Regions from separate parts of the Sus scrofa genome. Here region 1 is linked to region 2. Evidence: chromatin contacts called from public HiChIP or PLAC-seq data. All regions are on one chromosome and are shown on one strand. The core of a region is the stretch at or near the end of the contact, and the rest is flanking DNA. Distances in the headings are between cores, read along the strand shown.

The links. HiChIP or PLAC-seq counts read pairs in DNA pulled down with a chosen protein or histone mark.
Region 1: a contact with region 2 is called in an H3K27ac HiChIP or PLAC-seq map of alveolar macrophages. The contact joins two enhancer-like sites. A contact is called at or near these places in 2 of 2 datasets of contacts at active chromatin or transcription factors (alveolar macrophages and skeletal muscle).

What each region holds. Positions count from the first base shown.
Region 1 is chr6:147,483,308-147,490,035 of Sscrofa11.1, reverse strand. All of the region lies in intron 1 of JAK1 (Janus kinase 1), which reads right to left. Among named protein-coding and RNA genes, the nearest start is that of JAK1, 58 kb to the right of the region's middle. Within about 2 kb of position 1,430, at least 4 of the 83 cell types and tissues checked have an H3K27ac peak or open chromatin away from gene starts, as enhancers often do. A contact at or near this core is called in alveolar macrophages, where this site is marked.
Region 2 is chr6:147,347,420-147,353,796 of Sscrofa11.1, reverse strand. It overlaps a transcript of JAK1 not described here. Among named protein-coding and RNA genes, the nearest start is that of MIR101-2, 20 kb to the right of the region's middle. Within about 2 kb of position 3,291, at least 8 of the 83 cell types and tissues checked have an H3K27ac peak or open chromatin away from gene starts, as enhancers often do. A contact at or near this core is called in alveolar macrophages, where this site is marked.

The DNA of each region.
Region 1 (6,728 bases), core at 181-2,680, 140 kb before region 2:
AGAAAACAAGAAAGACAAGATTCTTTATAGAAACATATAATTTTCTGCCTTTTTTTTTTTTAAGGGCCGTACCCGCAGTCTAGGAGGTTCCCAGGCTAGAGGCAGAATAGGAACTGTAGCTGCCGGCCTATGCCACGGCTACAGCAATGCCAGATCCTTAACCCACTGAGCAAGGCCAGGCATCAAACCTGCACCCCCAAGGATCCTAGTCAGGCTTGTTTCTGCTGTGCCATGACAGGAACTCCAAGAAACATATAACTTTTTAAACACTGGCTGGGTTAATAAATCTGAACCACAAAATGTCATAGCTAGGAGTGACATTAGTAATTAATTCATACAATTTACTCATAAATGTGGACAAAGACCTAGAAAAGTTCATTGGCAAGCTCAAAATAAATGTAAGGATTAGATTAAATCAGCATTCCCAAACCAAATTTTCTAGAACCTTGTATTTCTGTGCAATGATCACTGTTCCATATACATATAGCTGAGAAAGTGGGGAGAAGGAAAAAGGAGGTATTATAGTGAAATAAATAAATTGAAAACACTAGTGAAACAATCTTTTTAACAAAATGCTCAGCCTTTAAAAAAACTTTTTATTGACATATATGTGCTGTAGAGTATTACATAAATTGGTATACAATATACTGATTCACAATTTTTAAAGATTATACTCCATTTATAGTTATTCTAAAACAGCGGTATATTTCTTGTGTTGTACAATATATCCTCATCGCTTATTTTATATCTGTTTGTACCTCTTAATCCCCTACCCCTATACTGCCCCTCCTCCCTGCCCTTTCCTCACCAATTAACCACTGGTTTGAAGAACACTTAGCCTTCAATATGGTAAGAAGGGTAGTGAGTCTCCTGCTTTTGCAAAATTATTTTGACTTCTTTTTTAATGGAACACATACTTAGTCAAGAGTCAGATGATCTCTACGGTCTCTGTCACCTCCAAAATTCTATAAAGTGATCTAAGAATAGCAGTCTCAGAAAGTCTTTATTTCTGGGAAGATGGGTTAATAGGCCAATGCCTTCCAAAAAAATATTCATTCATCATTTATCCACCCATTCATTAAATCACTTACATTTATAGTCTCTCTTTCCCACAGCCTCACATGCACACACATGTCCTCAAATTGGATAGACACAAGCACAGGAATAAAATTTTAACTTTCAGTTGAATCAGATCAAACTAAAAAGGTACTCATAAAAAAGGGAGGGTGAGAACACGGTCTTTCTACAATGCCACCTTAAGCAGGTGTTCTGGAAAGTAATGCCTGGGAAAAGTTACATTTCCCTACTATTCAATAACCCAAACAGCTGGAGAAAAGTCTTTGCAATTCTGAGAATAGCAGCTGGGCGCAAAGAAAATGCTGCAGAGAGAGAGAGAGAGAGAGGAGCAGTCACAGAGGACACAGCAGAGGCGCCCTTCCCCAGCTCCGTCCCGAGTGATCCTCAGCCTTTATGTGCCTCAGCCTTCTTGCTTCCTTCCCCTTCAACCCACTTGATTTTCCTGTTTTCATCTCTGACCTTTTTGCAAGTCTTCTCTTTCCACCATGTGATTGGATAAGTTGTATGACACACTGGCAGCTGGCCAGAGAGTCTTCCCAGAAGAGAGCCCACTTTTCAGGAAACCCTCCCTTGTTTCCAGTGAAGGGAAGATGATAGAGAAGAGAGGGAGCAAAGAGTGAGAGGATGGTGAGTTCGAACAGCTTACTAAGATCTGACAACTCAAGCAGGTACCTGTTCACCAAAACAGATGCCAGCTGTGTCCAATTCATACTTAGTACACACACATAATTTTTTTTTTTTTGTCTTTTGTCTTTTGAGGGCTGCACCCACAACATATGAGGTTCCCAGGCTAGGGGTCTAATCAGAGCTGTTGCTGCCAGCCTACAGCACAGCCACAGCAACGCGGGATCCAAACTGTGTCTGCAACCTACCACAGCTCACGGCAACGCCGGATCCTTAACCCACTGAGCGAGGCCAGGGATCGAACTTGAAACCTCATGGTTCCTAGTTGGATTCGTTAACCACTGAGCCACGACAGGAACTCCAGCACACACATAATTTTTAAGCTTGTATATATCTCTTTGTATGTCAAACATCAATGTTAAATGTCTTTAATATGAGAACACCATTGACAGTAATGGCTCATGTTCCCTCAGATACATATTTTCTTGAAGTGATAAAAACAGAAATAAAAGTATATTTAAAGCATATATCATGTGGTAGCCCTCTTGTTAAATTTCCCAAACATCCTCCCCACCTCCTCTCCCCCAGTCACAGAACCTACACATTGGGAACCCCTGATACACACCAAATTTACATACACCTTATCTAATCTCATACAAACAGATTTTCAGAAGAAAGATCAAGTGGGCAAACGATTTTCCTAAGGAATTTCCCATATATATATATGAAATAATAATTTAATAATTATTTAATAATAATCTCCCATATATTATATATCTATTTTTGGCCATGCTAGTGGCAAACAGAAGGTCCTGGGCCAGGGATCAAACCCATAGCTGTAGCCTGAGCCACAGCAGTGACAATGCCGGATCTTTAACCCACTGAGCCGCCAGAGAACTTGGCCCTAATTTCCATATTTATTTATACAGTTAAGCACTAAATAATTTTCAGTATGTGCCCATGTGTAATATCTTACACAATACCTATAACAATTTGGGGGATCAGGTTCTAGCATCTTTATTTTCAGAGGGGGGATCCTCCTCCACTTCCCAATCTCCAAATGCTAATGAGCCCCAGGAATCAGACCTGGATCTTCACCTCTTGTCTATCCACACTCACTTCCAAAACACTCACACCCAGGTGCATGATTTAATGGCACTTAGATGCAGACAATTTCTAAACTTTTATCTTAGAACTCCCATCTCAAATATCCAATTATGTCTTCAACATCTCCACTTGAGAGTTAATAAGCATCTAAAGCCAATATAAAAACACTTGATTCCTGCAATAACAACACACACCACACCTCTCTCCTCCCCCACGTTCAACATCTCACTAAATGCCACAATTATTCACCACATTGTTTGAGCAAAAAATTCAGAGGTCAGTCTTGACATCTCTCTTTTTCTCACATCCAAACCATCACTGATTCTATCAACTTAGCTTCAAAAAATCACACATCTAACAATTTCTCACTACCCCATTTTCAGTCACTATTTTCTTCTTGGCATGAGCATCAAGAAGGCTGAATTGTGTCAGTTTTATACTCTCTTATATCTGCAATGTCTGACACACAATAAATGCTCAATCAATAGGTAATGAATAAATGACTACTGGCTCAGAGAGGTGATAGGACGCAGAAAAGAAGATAATGACAAAAGCCATGTCTGTAAACAACAGCAGCATCTTCTCAGATCCACCTCTTAAGAGTATTGACAATAAAAACAAAACTAAACAAATGGGACCTAATCAAACTGAAAAGTTTCTGCACACCAAAGGAAACCCTAAATAACACAAAAAGACAACCCACAGAATGGGAGAAAATCTTTGCAAGTGAATCGACTGACAAGGGATTCATCTCCAAAATTTATAAACTTCTGCAGCTCCATACCAAAAAAACAAACCACCCCATCCAAAAATGGGCAGAAGATCTAAACAGACACTTCTCCAAAGAAGACATACAGATGGCCAAAAAACACATGAAAAGATGTTCAACGTCACTCATTATCAAAAAAATGCAAATCAAAACCACTCTGAGGTACCACCTTACACCAGCCAGAATGGCCATCACCCAAAAGTCTACAAACAATAAGTGCTGGAGAGGGGGTGGAGAAAAAGGAACCTTAGTACACTGTTGGTGGAACTGTAAATTGGTGCAACCACTGTGGAAAGCAGTATGGAGATGCCTCAGAAAACTAAACATAGAACTACCATTTGACCCAGCAATCCCACTCCTGGGCATCTACCCAGAGAAAACCACGACTCGCAAAGACACATGTACTCTGATGTTCATTGCAGCACTATTTACAATAGCCAAGACATGCAAACAACCTAAATGTCCATCGACAGAGGAGTGGATCCAGAAGATGTGGTACTTATACACAATGGAATATTACTCAGCCATTAAAAGGAATGAAATACCGCCATTTTTAGCAACATGGATGGACCTAGAAATTATCATGCTAAGTGAAGTCAGCCATACAATGAGACACCAACATCCAATGCTTTCACTGACATGTGGAATCTGAAAAAAGGACAGACTGAACTTCTTTGCAGAACAGATGCTAACTCACAGACATTGAAAAACTTATGGTCTCCGGAGGAGACAGTTTGGGGTGAGGGGATGTGCTTGGGCTGTGGGATGGAAATCCTGTGAATTCAGATTGTTATGATCATTATACAACTACAGATGTGATAAATCCATTTGAGTAATAAAAAAATAAAATTACAAATTCTAAAAAAAAAAAATAAAGTTACTCCAGAGAAATTGAAAAAAAAAAAAAAAAAAGCCATGTCTGGAACCCAGATCTCCACATACATAATGCAGGATTGTTCCCACTATTCCATATTATCTTTGGAAATTTTAAAAGAAAAAAGAGAAGGGGGCTAAAGAGCACCACCCTTCATTCTTACACTTGTTTTTCTTTTTACCTTTTATACTCCTCTCTCAAATGCACATACTCAAAACTTCTCTTCCAATAAACGTCTATTCTTAGGAGTGAGGAGATGCATACAAAGAAGAGAAACATTCATGGATCCAAAGACAGTAAACTTTTCAGTAGCACCTTTCGTCTGTCTGCTTTGGTAAAAAATTTTCAAGATGAATAAGGATGATGAATAAGGGGAGGGAACCAGTTCAGATGCTTCTACAGCCTGATGCTGTAGAATTCTCAACTGATGCCAACTCTCAACTGAAACTATCAGGACACAAGTTTGGCTGCAGGGGTGCTTCTATGAAGTAAACCAGTATATGCATACATTTTATCTAAGGGCACTTATACATTCCTCCTGGCATCCTTGAAGAATAACTATTAGAAAATAAAAGGCTGGGTTCTGAAGGAAAGAGGAACACTTTTCTAGCTTAATAAACCTCTTTGGACCTTTCTCAGACCGGCAGCGAACTGGAATCTATAAAGAGTGACAGAACCATTATACAGCGAGTCCCCTGATCTTGAGCACGTCACTTCTCTGAGGCTCAATCCCCCACCTATCAAATTAAACAGCTGGAGTCAAAACAAAAACAAAAACAAGGAAGGGCCTGGACCCTTAATTCTGAGCCTCAGCTTCCTCAGGTACAACAAGAGCATACACATAAGATGCCTTAGTCCTGACATGCCAGGACTACCCTGATTTTATGGGACCAGGCTCCTGAGAAGACACAGGCACTACCTCCAAGTGCAATAATACACACTAAGGAAATGCACCATGTTCCTTTACTATCTAGGAGTGAAGACTACAAAAAAGGCAGGGAGACTCAGCACACACCAAACTACATGCTGACTGGAGTATAATTAAGACCTTTACCCTCCATTCACATCTGCCTAAATCCTTCCAAATCAGATTTTCTGTCTGGAGCTAGAGACATGTTCAAAGGTGTTTAGCACTTTACTTTCTGTCCAAAATGAAACTATTAAGAAAATAATGACAAAGTAAAGGATACTATAGATCTCCTTAAGAGCATATTTTTGACTTTTAAAATGTCCACTTCTCTCTAAGCAGTACTGGTGATATAAAGTCAAATCAGCACTGCTCAAGCGAAAATATTACGCCCTGTGATCACGAAGAGTTTTTATCAAGTCCTAGAGTTCCCGTCGTGGCGCAGTGGTTAACGAATCCGACTAGGAACCAAGAGGTTGCGGGTTCGGTCCCTGCCCTTGCTCAGTGGGTTAACGATCCGGCGTTGCCGTGAGCTGTGGTGTAGGTTGCAAATGCGGCTCGGATCCCGAGCTGCTGTGGCTCTGGCGTAGGCCAGTGGCTACAGCTCCAATTAGACCCTTAGCCTCCATATGCCATGGGAGTGGCCCAAGAAAGAGCAAAAAAAAAAAAAAAAAAAAGAGTTTTTATCAGGTCCTTAAACATAAACCTAAAATCATACTATGCCAGAAGCAGCCACTTGCAAGGCTAGCTTCTTGGTCCTTATTCTCACGGTGGTGATGCTCTCAAAATGACATGCACGTGGAGCTTGTATCCCTATTAATTTGAACTTGATAGAGGTTTTTCTACTGAGCTACCACCACTTCCAGGTACTCTTTATTCCTTTTTATGTATTCTACAGTTCCAGCTTCAGGCAAGTCTTCTTTCTCACTTCTCCCAATGAGAAAAAGTTTTACTATGCAGATTTTTCAAATTAATTGTGTTTTGCTTGAATTAGCGCCTGTGGGAGAAGGTCCCAAAGACCCCAGAGCAGAAGCAGATGGCTAACGTGCCTATCTTTTCCAGTCTTTATGTTTTTACTCCTTTTACTAGCAAAATGCCATCTGAATAATCCTAATCAGATATTCAAATTACTGCATTTCACTCCAAGCCCGCTAAAATGGAAGCATATGCCTACAGTCTTTAGGAAATAAAATACTGTGTGTTTATGGCATACCTACACACATACCTTTCAGTGCATACGGTATTTGTAAGTATAACCTCGCTAGGTCTGAATGTTTGTGTCTCCCCAAAATCCACATGTTGGAATCCTAACACACAATGTGATTTTGCCAGAAAGTGGAGCCCCTGGGAAGTGATTAAGCAAAGAGGGT
Region 2 (6,377 bases), core at 2,042-4,541:
GTGGTCTGTGCTCAGAAGGGTCCCACATTTGTTCATGGCTCTGTCATCATCCTCTTGAAATTCTTAATAACTTTTATAACAAAGGAGCCCACTCTTTCATCTTGTATTGGCTCTCACAAATCACCTAACCGGTCCTGAAAATATTTCAAATAGCTTCCTGTCAAACCTCGCCATTCATTGGACTATTCTTTTTGTAGGACCTGATTGAGGGTTTTTCTGTTTTGTTTTGTTTGTTTTTTTGTCTTTTTGCCTTTTCTTGGGCCGCTCCCGAGGCATATGGAGGTTCCCAGGCTAGGGGTTGAATCAGAGCTGTAGCCACTGGCCTACACCACAGCCACAGCAACACCGGATCCAAGCTGCGTCTGTGACCTACACCACAGCTCACAGCAACGCCGGATCCTTAACCCACTGAGCAAGGCCAGGGATCGAACCTGCAACCTCATGGTTCCTAGTCGGATTCATTAACCACTGTGCCAGGACAGGAACTCCCTGACTGAGGTCTATTTAACCATCCTGGATGATCTTCCCTGAGTTTTATTCCCAGAACTCACCACAGACTCTACATATGACCTAGTCAGTGAGGAGTATAGGATACCTTGTTATAAGCAAGTTTGTACATATATTTGTAGTAATAGAAAGCAGTTATGTTTACGAGGTGAAAGGCATTATGTTAAGCACATTACATGTGTTATCTTCTGTAATCCTCATAACCACCCTTCTAATTAAGAGACAGACTTATCCTCTCTTTGCAGGTAAGAAAACTGTGGCTGAGGAGTTCCCATGTGGCACATCCAGTTCAGGATCCAGCATTGTCACTGCAGGGGCTCAAGTCACTGCTGTGGTGTGGATTTGATCCCTGGCTTAGGCTGTGGGTGTCTCCTAAGAAAACTGTGGCTGAGAGAGGTGGCATAACTTGCTTAAGACCATCCAGTTATAGGTGGCAGAGAACTTGAACCCAGGTCAGACAGGCTCTTTTACAGTGTGCTCTCCCGGGGCTTCTCCCCCCAAGTTTATTAGAGGCACTCACTGCTTAGGGGGCTATAGGCAGCCCACAGTGAGCTATATGATCGTATTGTCAACTGATTTTGCTCAGGGTGACTCGGCTGCAAAAGTCTTTGGATCTGACTGAGCTGCTCCCACATGGCTGTTTTCTTTTTTGGGTTCACACCCTCTGTCACATCCTTTCCACTAAGCTTAGCTCCTGTAGTAATCTCCAAAGGCTGCTGTAACAAATGATCACAAACTTAGTGCACTTAAGACAATACAAACTTATTATTCTACAGTTCTGGAAGTCAGATGTCTAAAATGGGCCTCACAGGGCTGTGACGAAGGAGTCGGCAGAGATGCATTTCTTCCGGAGGATCTGTTCCTTGCCTTTCCCTTTTCTAAAGGCTGCCTGCATTCCTTGGCTTGTGGCCACAACACTCCATCTTCTTCTGTCATCATGTCTCCTGCTCTGACCATGACCCTTCTGTCTCCCTCTTATAAGAGCCCTCTGAGGAGTTCCCTGGTGGTGCAGCAGGTTCAGTTTGTTTGTTTGCTTTTTAGGGCTGCACCTGCAGCATATAGGCTAGGGGTCAAACTGGAGCTGCAGCTGCCAGCCTAGGCCACAGCCACAGCAATGCGGGATCTGAGTCTCATCTGCCACCTACATTGCAGCGCACAGCAATGCTGGAAGGATCCTTAACCCACTGAGTGAGGCCAAGGATCGAACCCACGTCCTCATGGGTCCTAGTCTGGTTTGTTACTGCTGAGCCACGACAGGTCAACTCCTGTGACACAGGTTTGATCCCTGGCCCTGGAACTTCTGCATGCCTCGGGTGTGGCCAAAAAGAAAGAACCCTGTGAAATTATCATAGCATTTTTAATCAATTATAATTCAAGAAAACTTAAAAAAAAAAAAAGAACCCTCTGTTACACTGACCACCTGGATAATCCACAACAACCTCCTGATTTTATTTTATTTTTTATTTATTTATTTTTGTCTTTTTGCCATTTCTTGGGCCACTCCAGTAGCAATATGGAGATTCCCAGGCCAGGGGTCTAATCGGAGCTGTAGCCACCAGCCTATGCCAGAGCCACAGCAACATGGGATGCAAGCAGCGTCTCCAACCTACACCACAGTTCACGGCAACGCTGGATCCTTAACCCATGGACCAAGGCCAGGAATCAAACCCGCAACCTCATGGTTCCTAGACGGATTCCTTAACCACTGCACCACAACAGGAACTCCCAATCTCCTGATTTTAAGGTCAAGAGATTAATAGCCTTAGCCTCCCTTGCCATGTAACCTGACATAGTCACAGGTTCTAGGGATTAAGACATGGGGGATCTGGGTGGGGGGGAGTTGTTTCATCCACCACAGCCTCCCAATACACCACATAAACACACACACACACACACACCTGGTTTCTCATGTGACCTGGATTCCAGGTCCTTCCCCTTCCTGTGGATCCTGCTCATTTTCCTATGGATGCATTCTGGTTCTCTGTTCAGTTAATAACCATTTATAGAGCACCTATTGTGTGCCAGGCATTTTGCCAGGGGCAGGGGAGACCAAGATAAAAAGACATCATCCCTGCCCTGAAGGTGCTCACATTTTAGTGAAGCTGACAGAAAAATCATGAAAGACCAGCAAATATGCCAATTCTTGGGATGAAAGGGAGCACAGGTGGTGAAGGGGGCACTCAGAACTTGGGGTCTGGGGTAGGAAAGTTTATGCACAGATACAGCTTACTGCTCCTATTCCTTTCAAGATCCACAAAATCAAAACAGTAGGATTCATTAGGGAAAATGAGGATCTGGGGTCTGGTCTCAGGCATCGCTAACTTGTTGATGCCCAGTGAGTCCAGGCAGAGCTGTGTGGCCCAGAAGCCGAGACGCACAAGGGCACACAGAGCTGCCTCTGTGCTCCTGAGGGCCTTGCTTCAGTCTGGGAGCAGCGGCGGCCAGCAGGAATTACTCAGTACCGAGGTACGGGGGACCCCTGCCAAGTGGAACAAGCGCTCTACTGTCTCCCAGCGGGATGGGCTCTCCCAGAGGGGTGATCCTCTCACTTCCCCAGGAGCAGCCTGACTTAAGAGAAGGTCTTACTTTGAAAGGTGGAAAAGGAAAAAAATTGTTAGATAAAATATACAAAGACAGAGTTGAGTGCCTCTCTGCATCTCAAATGTGGAGTCTGAAGGAGGAGCCAGAACTTGTAAGCTTTTGATGATTTAATGTGTGTTTTAGATACCAGACCACCGCCCAGGACCCTGGATGTGCCTGGTGATTGACCTTTGTTCCGGCCTGATGGCCAATTTGTAACTGTTACCACTGGACACCTGAAGCTGTATGTTCCTGCCCATGGATGTTTCATAGGAACCAGCTGGCCTTGTTTCTAGCTCTATACTGAACCCTACTGTCTTCTTGCAGAAACACAAATATATGCGTACGTGTGTAAGTGTATTTTTTTCTCGTGTTCCTGTTTAACCTGCCTCACTATGACAAACCAGGGTTTCTTTCTTTTTTAAAAAAATTATTTATTTTTTTTGTCTTTTTGTCTTTTCTAGGGCCCCTCCCGCAGCCTATGGAGGTTCCCAGGCTAAGGGTCTAATCAGAGCTGTAGCCACCAGCAACACAGGATCCAAGCCGCGTCTGCCACCGACACCACAGCTCACGGCAACGCCGGATCCTTAACCCACTGAGTGAGGCTAGGGATCAAACCCTTAACCTCATGGTTCCTAGTTGGATTCATTAACCACTGAGCCACGACGGGAACTCTGGCAAACCAGGGTTTCTTATTTTAAAAAATAAGACACACACACACACACACACACACGAGGAAATTTCCTATTGGCACATGACCAGCATGTTTAGGTAAGACTGATTTCATGTTCAATCAGGCAACTTTGTGAAATCACTAGTATTTGTACAGAGCTTTATAGTTGGTCAAAGGTGTTCGTGGTCACTGAATTTTTTACAAAACACTGTCCTCGATGGGGATGGGGGTCCATTAAGCCTTAAGAACCTCTCATATCCAGAGTCCCTTCTGAATACATTGACTCAATGTGGACTTTTCATGTTTTCCTCTATTGAATAAAATACATTCTGTACTTCATCTACAAAGGACTAAACCCGGGACAAATGTACTCTTAGTCCTACCTGATTGTGGCCATCAGGCTCAGCCTGAATGTCTCCTGCAACATAAGCATCACTTCCCAAGGCATCTTTGCTTGGTTCTGCCAATGGCAGAAAGATATTTGTAGATTCCCCTAGCATGTCCACAAGAGGGCCTTGAGAGACACCGTCAAGGGGTTTGGTGTGGGCCCAGCACAGGTTTTCTATATTAGAAATAACCAGCCTTATATGTATGACCAGGTCACTTTGCTGCATAGCAGAAACTGACAGAACATTGGAGTTTCCTTCGTGGCTCAAGGGTTAACAAATGTGACTAGTACCCAGGAGGATGCGGGTTCAATCCCTGGCCTTGCTGGATGGGTTAACGACTCAGCATTGCCATGAGCTGTGGCGTAGGTCACAGACACGGCTTGGACCTGGCATTGCTGTGGCTGTGGCCGGCAGGTGCAGCACCAATTCGACCCCTAGCCTGGGCACCTCCACATGCCTTGAGTGCAGCCTTAAAAAGCAAAAAAAAAAAAAAAGAATAACAAGGGATCACACAGAAAATATGGCCTTTCCCCTCTAAACAATGCACAAGGCCTGCTATTTATCCCAGTCCTTGAAGTACTGGGACTAGGAGTTACCCTGTGGCTAAAGAAAATGTCTTGCTTCTTTATAATAAGCCTTCATTAATGAGAGGGCTATGGAGGCTTTTCCTCCTTAAAAAAAAATTTTTTTTTTTGGCCAAGTCCATGGCATGCAAAAGTTCTTCAGCTGAAAACTGAACCCATGACACAGTGGTAACCAGAGCCACAGCAGTGACAATGCTGGATCCTTAACCTGCTGAGTCATGAGGGAACTCTTCCTCTTGAAACTTTAAAAAAATCAAACTAGGAGTTCTCTGATGGCCTAGCGAATGTTGTCACTGCTGTGGTTCAGGTTTGATCCCTGGCCAGGGAACTTCCACAGGACATAGGCTCGGACAAAAAAAAAAAAAAAAAGAGTCAAACCAACCATTTGCAAATATTTTCTCCAAGTCCACAGACTGCCTTTTTTTTTTTGATTGAAGTTGATTTTAAAAGCTTTATAGCTGATTGACAAGACTGCGATAATTTCTGCTATACAGCAAAGTGATTCAGTTACACATGTACACACAGCCATTCTCTTTCAGGTTCTTTTTCCACACAGATTATCACAGAATATTGGGTAGAGTTCTCTGTGCTGTACAGCAGCAAAGGTTGTCTTTTCATCATTTTTTGTTTTTTAGGGTTTCCTTTGCTGTACAAACGCTTCTAAGTTTGATTAGGTTCCACTTGCTTATTTTTGCTTTTATTTCTATTGCCTCAGGAGTCTGATCTAAGAGAACACTGCTACGATTTATGACAGATAATGTTTTGCCTATGTTCTCTTCTAAGAGTTTTATGGTGTCTTGTCTTGTTTCAGTCTTTAAGCCATTTTGAGTTTATTTTTGAGCAGGGTGTGAGGGTGTGTTCAAACTTAAATGATTTACACGACACTGTTCAACTTTCCTAGCACCACTTGCTAAAGAGACTTTTTCTGCTTTATATATTCTTGGTAATTGTCCATAGGTATGTGAGTTTACTTTTACTCTCTATTTTGTTCCACTGATCTGTACATCTATTTTGAGGGGCCAATACCACATTGTTTTGATTGCTGTAGCTTTGTAGTATTGTCTAAAGCCAGGAGGGTTATGCCTCCTGCTTTGTTCTTTTTCCTCAAAATTGCTTTGGCAATTCTGGGGCTTTCATGGTTCCATGTAAGTTTTAGGAACATTTGTACTACTGCTGTGAAAACTGTCATGGGTAATTTGATAGAGATAACTTTAAATCTATAGATTGCTTGGCCATGGATAGTACGGCCATTTTATTTATTTATTTATTTATTTATTTATTTATTGTCTTTTTAGGGCCACACCCAAGGCATATGGAGGTTCCCAGGCTAGGGGGTCTAGTCAGAGCTATAACCGGCAGCCTATACCATGGTCACAGCAACACAGGATCCAAACTGCTCCTGCAACCTATACCACACGCCACAGCAACACCAGATCCTTAACCCACTGAGCAAGGCCAGGGATCAAACTCACGTTCTCACAGATGCTAGTCAGGTTTGCTAATGGCTCAGCCACGACGGGAACTCCGAGTATGACCATTTTAACAATATTAATTCTTCCAATCCAGGAGCATGGGATATCCTTCCATTTCTTTGAATGATCTTCAGTTTCTTTTATTAATGTTTTGTAGTTCTTAGCAGATAAG